Regions from separate parts of the Zea mays genome. Here region 2 is linked to region 1. Evidence: chromatin contacts called from public Hi-C data. All regions are on one chromosome and are shown on one strand. The core of a region is the stretch at or near the end of the contact, and the rest is flanking DNA. Distances in the headings are between cores, read along the strand shown. Region 1 holds the start of LOC103633630 (thaumatin-like protein 1). Region 2 holds the start of LOC100382347 (armadillo repeat only 1).

What was found. A called contact is a pair of places that touch in the nucleus more often than the background predicts.
Region 2: a Hi-C map of leaf shows a contact between it and region 1, with 5 times the contacts expected there. The contact joins the promoter of LOC100382347 here to the promoter of LOC103633630 in region 1. A contact is called at or near these places in 3 of 25 Hi-C or Micro-C datasets (ear, endosperm and leaf).

Annotation. Positions count from the first base shown.
Region 1 is chr7:185,404,465-185,407,736 of Zm-B73-REFERENCE-NAM-5.0, forward strand. It overlaps LOC103633630 (thaumatin-like protein 1), which reads right to left and starts at 1,730. Exons shown (of 3, transcript XM_008655353.4): 1 at 1,094-1,730; 2 at 308-986; 3 at 1-129. The coding sequence starts at 1,148.
Region 2 is chr7:185,582,661-185,585,721 of Zm-B73-REFERENCE-NAM-5.0, forward strand. It overlaps LOC100382347 (armadillo repeat only 1), which reads right to left and starts at 1,261. Exons shown (of 1, transcript NM_001175094.1): 1 at 1-1,261. The coding sequence starts at 1,090.

The DNA.
Region 1 (3,272 bases), core at 480-2,979:
TGGAGCAGCGACGCCGCCGCCGTCGACGTCGCGGCGTCCGTCTCGCCGGTGGCCAGGCTCGCCAGCCACGAGTCGCCCTCGAGCTGCACGTCCCTGGGCGTCGGCAAGGGGCCCTTGGTCGCCTTCTGGCTGCACACAGAGATCAACCGTGTGGCCGTGAGATTCCAAGCTTTTCTCGAGCTGTCCATGGCCATACATGGTGGGGAAGGAACAAATGCGGTGCAGGGCAGCAAAAGAAGCATGGCGAACAATTTAATTAAAGCGCCTCCTTTCGCCATCCCAGTTTGATGCTTCGTTCTCTCTTTACCTGCTGGACGTGCCAGCGCGAGGCGGGCAGAAGGTGATGGAGTAGTCGGTGCCGGTGCAAGTGAAGGTGGAGGTGGCGTCGTCGTAGGCGTAGCTGTAGGAGCGCGGGCACGCCGCCTTAAACATCTGCGAGTAGGGCGAGGGGTGGCACGTGTCCGGGTTGCCGAACTGGCCGCTGCAGCAGTACTCGGGCGTGCCGAACGCCTCGCACGCGCTGCGGCAGGCCTGGCCGCCGGCGCGCAGCTCCACTGGGCACCGCTCGTTGAGGTCCACCAGGCAGCCCGTGACGGGGCAGCCCGGCGCCGCCGCCTCCACCACCATGGGCAGGTTGTAGCCGTCCACCAGGCTCACGTCGTAGTAGTCCTTGCCCCCGCCGCCCAGCGTGAACTCCGCCAGCGTCGCCGGCGGGGTCGCGCCCCTGCCGCGGCACTCCACCTCGCCCGACCCGCAGTCCCCCGTCGCGCACGCGCCCTTGCCCGACGCGGCGTCGAACGCGCACCCCGTGCGCGCCCAGAACCGCCCCGACCACCCCGGCGGCGCCGTCAGCGACCGCGTCTCGCCGGGCCCCAGCTCGAACCCCGTCGTCTGCAGCGGCGAGCTCCCGGAGTTGGCCAGCAACCCCGGCCACACCGTGCCGCCGCACCGGTTCGTGAACGTGAACGTGATCCCGCCGGCCGCACCTGCACGCGCAATGCATCCGGACGTAATTAAGCCGTTGCCAGAGAGCTCAAACCCAGGAAGCTAGAAAGAATCCACCATTGCCAATCACAGTGCCTGCCTACTATACCTTGAAAGAATGATAGGATCACGAATGACGACAGACTGATCATCAAAGAAGCCATCGTCGGACTCGATCGAACCCAATTTAATTTACCCAACAAATTAAAATTGAATGTATGTATGTATGTATGTATGTATGTGTCAAAAAAATGTGACAAGGCTGACCGAGAAGTTGTTGAAATGGCAGTTGCGGTTAGCTATATGGGGGTAAGCAGTGCAGTGGCGGTTAGGGGGAGGAAGAAGGAAGTGGTGGTGAACGGCACGGGAGGGGGGTTGGTTAGCTAGCTGGTGCATTTTGCGCGGACCTGGCTGGGCATTTATATAGATCAAGATCACGATGACGTTATCGAGCTCCTTCTGACGTTCCTCATAGTGAGCAATAATACGACGCATTCGTAACCATGGATAATTATTCGTAGGGTATAGATATAGTGGAATTTTGTTATCCACGGCTAGGCTACAGTTATAGATATAATAAGGTATCCACAGGTAATATGGATATTCGGTATTTGTACCTGTTATCCGATGGGTATCTGATGGATATTCGGTATCCACAGGTTCCTCGTAGTGATGGGTATTTGATTTGATGGGTGCTAATACAATATTGTTGTCTGATGAGTCGGAATAATGAAATTATTGAATTATGATACAATTGTTGTTTAGTGCTAAATGCTGGAATTATAGTGGACTGGCGGATATAAGTATGGGTAGCTCCAAAAAGCTCGTTCCAGATATTTGAGCGGCGGGGTACGGTCCTCGCGTGAAAATGATGTGCTGATTTCTAACAGCGACTTTACAGATTGCTACCTACCTACGGTTACATTGGAATGCGTTTCTTTGTTCTTGTTGGTTTTCCTTTGGAAGCAAAGCAAAGCAAATCAAAAGGAAGCCAACACTCGCTGCCGTGTAAAGCGCCCAAGATGATGATATCGGATAAGGGATTAGGCACTAAACACCATCTCTCCATGCACGGACCTTTTCCCGGCTTCTGTCACACGAAAGTTTAAAAAAAAAAAAAGAGGAAAGGAGACGTCTCGTGTGCTTGTGTCAGTCAGTCTCCACTGTTGTCGAACTGCATTGGGCAAATTGGCTCTATCTTCTCTCTCATCACAATTCGTCTGTTTGCTTCGCTTGCCGATCCAGGAGGAGAAAACGGGACGGATTCGTCTGTTTGACCTCCACTCCAACAAATAGCCGTGTTCTTGGGCAGGTTGCTGCCTGCCCTACCAGGCTACCACTGCTGTTTGCCATGCCTTGAGGAGCAATAATGCCTCGGCGCTGCTCCATGTGGAGTCCACGCAATCTCCCCATCCTACCAATATGACAGGTCAGCCAAACGTTTACCAGCAAGAGAAGAGTCTACAGGCAGAAAGATTTGGAAGGCACTTTTTCCCCCCAGCTGGATACAAAGAGATTACGTTTGCCATGTCGGCATTGCACATCTGCGCTTCAGAGTGCGTCCTCTTTGTGGCGTGGCGGGGCCCACCGGGGTGTCAGCGTGTTAGTTTTTGGTTATCCGGTGTCTCCATTTCCTTGCTATTCCTGCAATGAGACGATTAGCCTATATATGCATGAATTGCTAGATCTGTTTTACCGTTCGTTCGTGATTAAAAATAAAAAAAAAACGTGTAGAGATTATAGAAAGATCTCGTCTCGCTTATATAAGGGTCCCTCCTAAAATTTACTATCTAAAATATCCTATTTTGTTTTAAGAACTACTCCTAACTGACTGAAGAATATTATATAGACATGATTATCCATATTTAATGCAAGTAATCTAGTTCTTTGGAGTGACAGTGGGGACTAGCTAAAGGACAAATTCTATAAAGGTGCAAGTTTAGTCACTTCTAGTGACCCCCATGGTGATTAAAGGACTAAAGTTTAGGAGGACTCACCCACCCTATTTGGCAGTCCAGGGAGTAAAACTGGTCAAACTTCAGTCACTAAACTTATGCATGTTACGCTTGGTGCTTTCCACCACCTAGACATCATGGAGACCGAGAAGATTCTTGGGTGGCTTTGGTGATTATTGCTAGCTCAGATAATCTATTGTGAAGGGCTCTTGTACTTGTTTCCTATAGGATATTCGCGAAGATCTACTCTAGTGAAATCGTGGCCAAAGAAAAAATATTTCAAAAAGTGGGAGAATCTTTTGATCTTAGTGTCGGTGTTTTGACCCGAGGATC
Region 2 (3,061 bases), core at 11-2,510, 180 kb after region 1:
TAGATACGTTGTGCTTACCACTGCCTCCATTAGACTTGGCAGCCATGGTGGACTGCACCAAACTGTGGATCTCATTCTTGCTCTGGGAAGCGTGTCCAGTCGGATACCTCGTGCCTCCGTGCTCCCCTGCGTCCAGTAAGTCCTGCTGAACTGGAGAGCCGGTGATGTTCTTTTTGTCCATTAGCACGGAATGTATCGACATCTTGGACGCGACGGCGTACTTGGAGTGTTCCTGCACCGTCTCGAAAGCGAGGTGGCCGACGAGCAGCCGGATGACGTTGTGCTGCGCGAACGCGTCCTGGCACTTGGGGTGGTTGGCAGCGAGCTCCGAGACGGCCCAGGCCACCATGGCCTGCACCTTCATGGGGCCCTCCTTGAGCACCTTGGCGAAGGCCAAGCACACCCCGGCTTGGACCATCTGCTCGACGCACTCCGGATCGCGGCCTAGGAGGCCGATGGCGAGCGCGCAGTTCTCCTGCCCCTCGAGATGCGCCTCCTTGACGAGCTTGAGCAGCGGCGGCACGCCATCTTCCTCTATGATGAGCTTAGAGTACCTGTCATTGTCGCGCGCCAGCGAGACGAGGCTGGCGGCGGCGTCGGCGCGGGCTTCGAGGTTGCCGGTGTAGAGCACTGCGATCTGCTCCCAGATGAGGAAGAGGATGGGCTCGTTCTGCGCGATGGGCGGGAGCCCGATGTGGGCGTCGAAGTCGTCGTCGTCGTCGTTGGCCGAGGAGGAGACGCGGAGGAGCCAGGAGAGGTCGCCGACGGAGTTGTCGAGCTGGTTGGTCATCTTCTTGAAGGAGCCCGCGGGGATGATGGTGAAGACGCGGCGGACGAGGCCGTGCGCGCGGCACTTGTCGACGAGGGCCAGCGCCTTGTCGAGCGCCTTCTCGGTGTCGTCGAAGATGCGGCGCGCGGGGCGCTCGTAGAGGTCGGCGCGCGCGGCCTGGCGGAGCAGCACGGCCAGGCGCTCGACCTTGGCCTTGAGCTCCATGCACTCCTGCCGGAACGTGTAGGCCTCGTCAGACCACTTTATTACCTGCTCGGCAAGCTGGATCGGCCGCGCCAGGATCTGCTTGAGGTCGTCCATCCCGGCCGACGACGCTGCCCCTTCGCCGCGGTCAAGCAACCGAACCGAATGGCGGCCGGCCACAGGCCCTGTCCCAATCCCGCAGCGGGCGGTGGGCGGGCTGTTCGGTCCGGCCTTCCTCCCTGCCTCCTCCGCAGGGTGGGAATTGGGGGAGAATTGGAGGAGGAGGAGGTGAACGGGGGGTGTTGGTGGCAGGGAGTTAATTTGGCATGGTTTTAGTTTTCTGGGGAGGCGGGCCGGGTTGGGCGCGCGCGTGCGTGCGTGAGCTGGCTGCAGGCCACGCAGAGCACGGGACGGCCGTCGCGTCTCGGTGCGCTGCGCCTGCGCTCCCGTTGTCGCTGCGGTGTCCTCCCTGGCTATATTCGCGTGCGTCGATTTTGCGGGTTCTCGCTACGTGGTCAAACGCAGCGCCGGGGGATGGAATCGAATCCATCCGTCGGTTCGGCCGGCAGCGGCAGGGGTGGTTGGACTATTGCCTACCTGGCAGTGTACATGGAGGTGGAGGCTGTGGGTGGGTCTGCTCTGCTGCTCTGGTTAACTAGGGGGCGACGTGCCGGGCTGCTGGTTAGGATATCTTCGTTAGTGAAAGTTTTCGTTTATCTCATTGTTTATTTTAACTTCACTCTCTCCATTTGGCTTTTTAAAACTTCGGTTCGGTTTTTCGGTTTTTAAAAACTTTGGTTTTCTCACTCTAGCAACTTCCTCTATTTTCATCTTTTATATATGTTATTTACAGTCTCCTCTAAAAGATTCTCTTCTCTATATCTTCTTCATCTCCAGCATCGTCATCTACATCTCGTTTTTTATACATACTAGTCGGTTATCTCGTGCGTTGCGACGGCTCACAAAAATACCCACGTAAATTATCCATCAAAAAGATCTCAAATTTTTTTATTCGTTATCTCCACTCTTCGCATAATATTATTTATGAACACACTGGTACCATAGGCAGCAAATCGGAGACCTCATCCCTCGTCTCCCCCACTTTCAAGGTTTCATAGAGCAGGAGGGGAAGGGAAGAGGCGGGCATACATATTCGTTGCCGGAGAAGGACACGACGAAGACCTGGGCATCTAGAGGCGACATAGGTAGTATACCGCTAGATATATAGAGAGAGATCACGCATGCGGAGAAAGAAGGCCAGCCGGAGCAGCTCCAAACCAAGAGGCACTCGTGCCAGGCGTCAGTCCAAGAAGGACAAGAAAATGCGAGTGTCTTCCCAGCCCTGGACCCGCCGAAGCAACACAACACCACCACAAACTCCGTAGCATATGCCGACTGCTTCCACGCTACGGACCTTAGTTGTCCAATATCTCAGACCTAGAGTCCTCATCGCTAAGATAACCTAAGAGTGGCAGGCGCCACCATGTCCTCGACGACACGCATGAAGAAAGGCCAGGAGCATGACCAACTCGTCCCGTACCCGAGTTGACGAGCGTCGGTTGGCTCGTGGTTACGACTGTGGGCGGGGCAGTAGGTTGGGGTGGAAGAACAGGGCGAAGGTAGGGAAGACGAACGGGACGTCCGACGACAACGAAAATTATGGTGCGCACATGATGTGAAACGTCCTCGTGGACGTGCAATAGCCACTGCGCGAGTCGGTGTCGGGGCTAGTGTTAGACGAATATGAGGAGGAGGCGTCTGCTCCTACGCCCTCTGTCGAGAATGGGGTGGCGCGGAGGTGGAGGCATGAGGGGAGAGAGAAAAGAAGTAGAATGGCGACCGATGTGGTGGCAACTGAGGCGAGGACCATTATTATAGTGCGGAGGTATAGATGGTCAAATGGGCTGTGTCTGGTGAGCCGGCCCGAGACACGACCCATTTAAGGGCTTGTTCGGTTAGCTCTCAATCCATGTGGATTGAGTGGGATTGGATGGGTTTAAATCCCAAACAAGTCAAACCTCTTCTCAATTTTTTCCAATCCCATCCAATCCATGTGTATTGGAAATAACCGAACAAGCCCTAATAGTG